Linked DNA regions of Sander lucioperca: region 1 is linked to region 2. The links are chromatin contacts, called in public Hi-C maps. All regions are on one chromosome and are shown on one strand. The core of a region is the stretch at or near the end of the contact, and the rest is flanking DNA. Distances in the headings are between cores, read along the strand shown. Region 1 holds the start of itgb1bp1 (integrin beta-1-binding protein 1). Region 2 holds the start of kidins220a (kinase D-interacting substrate of 220 kDa B).

What was found. Hi-C and Micro-C count contacts between places; a contact is called where the count stands out from the background.
Region 1: a Hi-C map of muscle shows a contact between it and region 2, with 2.5 times the contacts expected there. The contact joins the promoter of itgb1bp1 here to the promoter of kidins220a in region 2. A contact is called at or near these places in 2 of 2 Hi-C or Micro-C datasets (liver and muscle).

What each region holds. Positions count from the first base shown.
Region 1 is chr18:11,666,732-11,671,475 of SLUC_FBN_1.2, reverse strand. itgb1bp1 (integrin beta-1-binding protein 1) reads left to right here and starts at 1,910. Exons shown (of 7, transcript XM_031278653.2): 1 at 1,910-2,134; 2 at 3,293-3,408; 3 at 3,509-3,587; 4 at 3,667-3,797; 5 at 3,897-3,989; 6 at 4,395-4,544; 7 at 4,640-4,744. The coding sequence starts at 3,337. The coding sequence ends at 4,705. It overlaps LOC116035533 (cleavage and polyadenylation specificity factor subunit 3), which reads right to left and starts at 1,787. Exons shown (of 18, transcript XM_031278647.1): 1 at 1,614-1,787; 2 at 1,440-1,503; 3 at 998-1,095; 4 at 679-807; 5 at 420-597; 6 at 232-321; 7 at 1-146. The coding sequence starts at 1,684.
Region 2 is chr18:11,536,401-11,540,884 of SLUC_FBN_1.2, reverse strand. kidins220a (kinase D-interacting substrate of 220 kDa B) reads left to right here and starts at 2,846. Exons shown (of 30, transcript XM_035994393.1): 1 at 2,846-3,028. mboat2a (lysophospholipid acyltransferase 2) reads left to right here. Exons shown (of 13, transcript XM_031278969.2): 13 at 1-2,248.

The DNA.
Region 1 (4,744 bases), core at 661-3,160, 130 kb before region 2:
ATGAGCAGCAGTTCCTGGGCCCTCCCCAAGGCGAACACAGGGATTAAACAGCGGCCTTCTCTGTTGACAATGTCATGGACTGTGTTACAGAACCGAGCCTCACGCTCCTCCCTCTTCTCATGGATGTGGGTGCCGTAGGTGGACTCCTGCAGAAAATATAACTTCACCACGTTGTGATCACCTAAAGATTAATTAAAAATAGTGTTTGATGTTAATTAATATGCGGCATACTATGATTAAGATGTCAGGTTTGACACTGGGGATCTCTGCTGCCATCAGATGCCTGTCTTCCTGTCGGGAGAAGTCTCCTGTGTACAGCAGCTTCGGAGGGGAAAAACAGACCGAGAATGGTCTTGTTAAGTCAACTTAGCTTCTGTGCATCAACAGGAATCTCTGAAACAAAAAACAGGAGTAGTTACCTTGACTCCAGCTATCTCGATCATGAACATGGCAGCTCCCAGCACATGCCCAGCGTGGTAGCACCAGAACTTGATTCCAGCCACCTCCTTGACCTCGTGGAAGTTGATGGTCTCAATCTTATCCATGCTCTCCTCCAGGTCAGTCTCCGTGTACAGCATGTCATCTGCAGAAATGTTGCTGCGATAAATCAACAACAAAATTATTGTAGGTATTATTAACTTGCAAGAATGCCATAATGACGACTGCTCCTGCTCCTACCTGACTTTGACGTAATCTGACAGTAGCCAGCGGTAGATGGCCTTCGTGGCATGGGTCATGAAGGTCCTGCCTTTAAAGCTGGTTTTCTGGAGAAACCAGGGCAGAGCTCCACAGTGATCCAAGTGGAAACTGGTGAGAGGATACATACATTAACATCAAATGACATATCCTTAGTTATGTTTTAGAATATAATCAAAATAGAATTCAAACAGAACATGCCTTAGTTAGGAAATTACCAATACATGTATGGTTGAGCATCTATACTACTATTAAAAAATATAGACAGTTCAACGCATAAAAGAGAGGAAGGAAAACTCACTGGCTGATGAGCAGCAGGTCTATCTCAGCTGGGTCAATCAAGTCTATGTAGGGGAGAGCATCCATTCCCTCCAAGCCAGGGTGGATACCACAGTCTAGCTGCAAAACACAAATATTACTGTATTTATTTCACCCCGGATAATGAACTTGGTAGCAGTACTGTTTTCCAGGGAGTCCTGGGTACACCAAATGAACACATGACTCAATAAAACAACAATAGAATGATTAAAACATATACAATAATAACAACAGGCTGCATATGAGAGCCTGCACAGACTAAGAACACAGAATTACAGGCTTAAGTTATTGCTGTTCTATAATATAAATGTGTTATTGGGTTATGGAATATTGTGAGACATTTTAATCTAGAGTGATATATACATGTCTGTCTGAAGTCACACAGCAGCATGCAGTCACAACTAAATACTTTAGTTAAGATGTACCATAATTTTCCTTCCTTTGAACTCCAGGATGATGCATGACCTCCCAACCTCCTGACCAGCACCCCTATAGTTACATAAACAAAATAGCGTTTAAGATTACATTTTGGTTACAGGCAGTCACTCAAAACCTTAATTCATAAAAAAATCATATAAAAATGGAACAAATTAACTTACAGTGGACGAATTAGGAGCTGGTCACTCTCCTCTGCGGGGACAATCACCTCTACTTTGCGTTTTGTCGCCATATGTGTCAAATTTTGCAGGTAAATATAAAAATAGAACAAATAAAGCCGGTCATACTGTAAACTGCACTGTTTGTTAAATGAGAGAGGGAGCGACGGCCCTCTTGTGACGTCACACTTCCGGTTGTGTGTCAAAATACAGCCGACGCGAAATCAAAAGCGTCGACACACAAAGTTCCGAGACAGCCGTGGGCCAGTTTTTGCCGTAACGGATTTACATTATTAAAATGGCTAAAATGTTACAAGTGGCACGGTAATCATACATATACAAAAACACTTTTCTGTAGGCTAAAGCTTTGTACACACTTAACAATATATATTATCCACAGGCCTCTCGGCTCAATACTCAACTTTAGAGTAGTTTTTGGAGTAGTTGTTCGTCGCGTCCCCTTTAAGTGGTGTTGGGTGTAGGCTGTGTGAAACTCGAAGGGAAGCTAAAGAGTCAAACTGAAGGTAACAGTTCTTTGAAGAAATTTAACTCCAACGGCACATTTAGACTGTTCAAACAGGTCTTATGTAGCTGGCTCTAGATTCCTCTAGGGCGTTTAACAAACCTCCATGTGAAAGCTTTTCAACTTCAGTGTGAAAATAAATGCGGTGGGGGACATTTAAGGTGGAGTAGGATGAGTTTTATCCAGACATTTTCTTTTCTTTTCGCACGTACAATATAATATAGCAAATGATGAGCAATATCATGTCTTCTACTGAGCATGTAGCGTTAGGTTAGTTAGCAAGATAAATTATGCGTTCCTCACAAAGGTAACCTGTTGATTTTGGTGTCTGGTGTATAATTTGAGTCTTGGGGGGGTTTTCTGCCCCCCCCCCCAACCTCACCCCGGTACGGATGCACCATATATAGACTATATAGAGTAAGCGATACACCCTCCGACTCCATCACAAAACCCTAGAGTAACATTTTGCTCTGATGGAGGAAGGATATATTGTTACAGTAGCAGGTGTAACAAATTTGTGGTTTCCAATTTAACTGGTGCCCCTTCATGAGAAGCTAACCACTAAGGTAGTATGTATTACAGTGTTTTATTAGCATATTATTGTTATGATGTGCCACCGTATTTAACAGCTAACGTTCTCTTAACACAGCCTTCCTGTTGAATGGAGAGGTACATAAATGGTCTTCTTACAATTAGCTATTGGATTCACATTTTTCTTTTGAGGGCCTTTCCAACTAAGTTGCTGATATTTTAAAGCATCTTTGTGTTCATTTTAATTAGGATTTCTGTGTGTGTGTGTGTGTGTGTGTGTGTGTGTGTGTGTGTGTGTGTGTGTGTGTGTGTGTGTGTGATTACTATTTTGTCTTGTTCTCAGGTTTCTCTTGCAGAGACCTAGATCATAATGAGGCTTTCTGAATTAATAAAGATGAACTAACTAACTTAAAGCTTAACACCCCTACAATATGAATAGCTGTGCAGCTGTGACAGTAAAAATTGAACCATGCAAAGGGTAGCTACAAGATTATTATGTAGCCATAGGTACACACTCTCATTTATCCATTATTCAGAATTTAGACTACATTCAATTATTCATCATCTCTATTGAGACTTGATAAGGCCACTTGTGGACTGTTTAACAATGCAGTCGTTGATGATTCAGGTTAGGTGAGGCTGGATGTCTGGATGCAGTCGTCATGGTGAAGGATGTTCCGGAAAGTCAAAAAGCGCCACAGCAGCAGCAGCTCGCAAAGCAGTGAGATCAGCACCAAAAGCAAAGTACAGCAACACACACACACACACACACACACACACAAATGTTAACAGAGCCACTTTCTCCATGTTGAGCCAATACCCTCTCATTACTGACTCCATGTAGTCTGTCGACTCCAGTTTGGGAGGACTCTCCAGATCCAGTACCGTCGCCAGCCTCGATACAGATTCCACCAAGAGCTCAGGTCAGTCAACTAGTCATGGAAGTTAAAAGTTTTCACTACTTTTTTCTTTTCTGATTGATTTTTTTGATGCCCTCCATAGGTAACAGCACGTCTGAAACATGTGCTGAGTTCCGTGTAAAGTATGTGGGAGCCATTGAGAAGTTACAGTTTGACATGAGCAAGACCCTCCAGGAGCCTCTGGACCTCATCAACTACATTGATGCCACTCAGGTAAGACGCTGGAGGGACACCCCTCAAGTAGGCTTACAGCCGTTAATATCACACCATTCATTTATGAAGTTGCTATAAATATTCTGCTCCTTTTCACAGCAAGATGGAAAGCTACCCTTCGTGCCGGGAGACGAAGAGATGATTCTGGGAGTGTCAAAGTACGGAGTCAAAGTGGCGTCGCTGGACCAGTGTGTGAGTAGAAAAGCAATAGAAAAGTTCATATACTGGGGCGCCCTGGTGGCTCACCTGGTTGGGTTGGGCTGCGTGTCGTCCCCTCCCTCTCCCACTTTCCTGTTGCTGTCCTATCCAAAATTAAAAAAGAAAAGAAAAAGTTTATACACTGTACTTCACATTGAATGCTTATGATTAGACTGTGCAGTATTGCTGGGTCATCAAACAGCATGGTTATGAATTTAGCATCAATTTATATTTTGGACCTGGTTCTGCACAGAGCTGCTGACTCAAATATTTGTTTACATTATTAACGGAGATTTACCTCTGAAGCCACATTGATTGATGATGGTTATCTTTCTTAACCAGGTAATACAAATGAAGAAATGTATGCTAAAGTGCTTTTAATTGTACCTTTTGGTCCAGGATGTGCTGCACCGGCACCCTCTGTACCTGATAGTGCGTATGCTGTGTTACGATGATGGCCTGGGTGCAGGGAAGAACCTCCTGGCTCTCAAAACCACCGATGCAAAGCAAGAGGAGTGCAGCATCTGGGTGTACCAGTGCAGCAGCTCGGTGAGTGTGACAAAAGTATAAGATTAAATGTTTTCTGGATTTGAGGTATTTCCCCTGTGTGTTATGTTATCTATCATCTCTCTGAACAGGAGCAGGCTCAGTCCATCTGCAAGGTGCTGTCGGCTTCCTTTGACTGCGCTCTGACATCAGACAAGTCCTGAGAGCAGGACGGGAGCTGAGATCTGTCTAGATGAGAAATG
Region 2 (4,484 bases), core at 1,597-4,096:
ACCTGACAAAGAACCAAATATCGGACGCTCTGAGAATCCTAACAGACAGACAACACAAATCAATTTTCTGTCAAAACTTCCAGTAGCAAGGATGACAGCAATCACAGTTTCTGACATGGATAAGAGACCAGGATGTAACAATGGCCACGGGGTAAACTTATGAGAGATAGTGGTTACTTTACATTACATTAGTGGAAATGAAGACTTCAAAGCTGCCTTAAACCCTCTATGTACTCAGCTAGTGAAATAATAGTTGGGTGGCACGCTGCAAGAACCTAAATGTAGTTTCACCATTGTGGTGCCAGGTTATATACAAACAGATTAGAAGTGCAGTATGTGGAGGGTTTTTGTCATTCTCTGGTTACAAACCTCTGTTAGGTGGAAATGGAAAACATGTTCATGTAAAAGAAACATAACCTTTATCATCAGCTGCCAATTTCAAACAGGCCTTAGGATCCTCAGAACATTGTTTGATTTCTATGTCTTTTTTAAAATCTTTATTGGAGAAGAATTCACATTGTACATGTTTTGTATTTAGATGTTCTTGAAAACACTATTTCAAATCCATTGTTAATGTTTTTTTTTTTTTTCCCCTGGGATGAATTCACCGACATAGAGAGTCCCAAAATGGAATTCAGATCTCGTCCGTCTCCAGCAGTGGAAAGTCTAAAAGAGGCACTCAAGTGTTACTAAATGGATTTTTTTTTTCTTTTAATATTTTTCATATCTGCTGCTTTTTTGACAACCATGACTCATTAGATAAATGTGTGTTTAAAGGGAGTTCATTTACCCTGTTTTGATTTTTTTTTTTTTAAAGGATTTCTGACCTGGTTTCACAGGGGTGGCATTTTGTTATAGTCCTTTTTTCTTTTTCTTTTTTTACACAACAGGTTTTCCTGTGTTTAAATGTTTTGCCTCTGTAATACAAGTATCCAAAACTATTTAATTAATGCAAGTCCTAAGTAATTGTTTGAATTGATTGTTACCATCACCGTTGAACACTCGTACAGTTTAATTGTCTTAAATCCTACAAATATAACGTAAATCTAGTCAGATTACCACAGTCCCTGAAGACTGATTTAACTGTCAAAAGATTCTGTAGCCATAATTATTACAAGCCAATCAAAATGTTAAACAAAAGTTTCCAAATTGTTGCACAGTGCATAAAAGCACATATTGTGTTCAAGCTGCAAACTATGTAAGTGTGCAATTAGCATGTGTCTGCGAGGAAATCTGATTGTTATTTATGTATGTGACATAATATTGTAGAAAATTCACAGACATAGACCAGCTGTTGTGGTAAATGGTCTTATTTCATATTGTGTGAACTTATTTTAGAATAGGAGATGTTTCAAGGTGCATTCACTGTAGGTTGACGGAGACACTGGTTCCTCATGTTGTTTTAGTTTGCACCTTAAGCGTTTCAAATCATCCAGTTAACTCTTTATAACATGCAGCAGTTCAAACAGCCACCCCTGTGATACAAGTATGTATCATTAGACATGTTTAAGGACTTGGTCAAAGAAATGTGGTAACCTGAAAGGCAACCTCACTGTTGTTTAGACAGTCAAAAGTCACATTTTTACATATCTATTAGAGCAGGAAATAGTCTGTGAATTTCAAGCCCACAATATTATAAACACTTTGAAGTCGTACTTTTTCTTTTCTTCTAATTGTCAGTAATTTGAGTTGGTTTGGTGCATTTGTGTTAGGTAAAATAATAACAAAGAAGCAAAGGTGAGCTTTTTTTTATTTCTTTTTAAGATTTTCTAACATTTGCATATTCCTGCCATAACTGTGTGTGTACCAGTATTCATGCGATCTGTACATGTTGATGTGGTCTCAACTATATTTGTAGCCTGGGCCCTGTGTAGGCGAGTGTGGCCCACCTAAGGGAAAGAGATGTCATTCTACAAACATAGCGATTATTGCACTGCATGGCCACCAAAACCAGCAGATCAATGCAAAACTGCTCCACATGTCCAAAGTGCCAAATTCATGAATGGCGCATTTTTGTTTTGTGTGTGTGTGTGTGTGTGTGTGTGTGTGTGTGTGTGCGTGTGCGCACATGTGTATGTGTATGTGTGCATGTGTGCAAATGTGTCCATGTAGTATGTGTGTGTGCGCCTGTGTAACATAACGGTTATTTTTCTGTCAGAAGGAAATTTATTGAAAGATTTGTATAACAGTACAATAAAATTCTGATTTATGTGGCAAAATAAAGAGAAATTATTTTTAAACACTAAAACTGATGTTTGAAAATATATATGTCTAATTGTTTTTGTCCAGTAATGGAGATTACTATTAGGCATAACACTGATGTTAAAATGTTAGCATTTGATCCAGGGCATGCTTATGCAGCAAAGGGAAAATCCCCAAAAATGGGCACCCACATTGTAGAAACTTTTTTTTGGATCCTACCTTGGATAACAACGTATATTGTAATACAATGACAATTTTTTGGTCCCTCATCTATTGTAATACACGCGTGCACATAATAGTAAATAGAGTAGAGGCTTGTGTGTTAATCAGAAATTACTAACCAATACAGAGCAGAGGAATTATCAGCACAAGCTGCAGCACATTTTATCTATTTCATACACTATTGGGATTCATGTACCGGAAGACAAATAATCATATTTTATATGCTCATTATAGGTTTTTAAAATATGAATCTGCAAAAATAGTAAAAAGTACACTATTCCCCACTACAATTGGCTCTGAGAGAACATTTAAAATGCGCAGTATGAAATCCCAGTTGCCAACAGTAACCCTGTCAGATGGGTTGTTCTAATCTAGACGAAATAGGGTGGGGGTTCCTCTCTGACCGACCCCCTTCTGGCTTCGCCACATGTGACGCCACTGTAACCAGGGGTATTAGTAGGTGGAGCTATTGACTTTACTGTAGACGGTCACGCTCTGTTAAACAAACGCAAAGTGGCCACAAAAACATGAATACAAGGTATTTCTGACTATATTCTTCGGACGGAAATCAAAATACAAACGGTTCCAGAGCAGCTCAGCCTAGGTAAGAGTACTTCAGGTTGTACACTGTACTTTGTTTTCCTTTTGGAGGCGATACAACTTAGTACCTGTTGGAGAGTTAGCTAGCCACTCTGAGCTAACGTTAGCCTGTTAGCTGTTGGGAGTTTGGCTAGCGAGTGTTTTGCTATTGCTTCCTAGTGATAGTAACGGGAAGTCAGTCTGCTTGTAATATCCTTGTCAAAACCCGTCCATTACAGACCAGAGACACGAAAGTATATTATTACTTTACTTTCTTTATTAAGTCACATTTGATGCCACTCGTGATGTTTTCTGTGTGTGTGTGTGTGTGTTTGCGTGTGTATGTGTGCGCGTCATCCAGATGTTTATTTTTGTTGACAACACGAAGACAGGCAGCCAGAGCGGCTGATCCGCCATACCTGTTGTGAACTTGCAGGTGCAGGCAGGAAACATGCAGCATACTGTTGCGTATTTCTTGAATTTTTTATAAAGGAGAGGCTTGGGTCCAATGAAGATCTAACAAAAGACATAATAATGAAATGACTGATCAAAACATAAAAGTACATTGATATCAAAAATCAGCATTGTTTTAACTTTTTAAAGTCAACAATACACCACAGCATGTTTATCACCACTATGTTGAAACGGTGGTTGGCTGTTTGTCAGACCTTTACTGTAGTTTCTCTCCAGCAGCTCCATGTGACCAGGGATTAGTTTCAAACAGAAGGTTCACGTACTTAAATGCATAACCTTTTAGAGTAAAACTCAGGACCGCCTGAACTCTTGGCCATAGGCTGATGTAAAAAGACCCGGTGCACGTTTGGTTTTAGAAGTTTGCGACACAACTCAGTAAACTGTTTTTTGGAGCAGGCCCTGGTATGTGGCAGGGAACTGAATCCTCAGCAGTTTCATACCCACATGACAAGCCATGAGGAGCTGACTGGTTAAATTTAGAGATCCTATCCAGTGTTATCTGGCAAGTTCATGTTTGTGTTTTCAGATAACAGCACAGCTGACAAGGAGTTTTATGAATTTCATGATGATATCAAGTGGTCTGTGTTTTTACATAAATACTGGACCATATATGACCTGAAAGTAGATAGATGAGTATTGATGTAGTAAAACCAGACAAGATATCATCTGGGATTTTAGTTGCCCTCCATTTGTGTTTTCCTGAGTTATGTAAAGTTTTGTGAAGACTGGAAAAACCTGTTTGGTCATTGTTTCCACTTTACAACTAAGTTCTAAATTTAAAATGTCTTTTTGTGTGCCTTGTTCTAATTTCTTCTTGTTCTTCTTGTAAATGTATGCTAAAAGCACTAATACCTTTGTATTAGTGTATTGATTGCCCTATTGTAACCACATTCTGTTTGAAACAGACACATATAACTGTGTCCTACTGGTTGTTTGTGACAGTCCACTTTATTTGTGGAAGTGTATATGCCTGATATGACAGTGAGGACAGATACAGAACAAAATTA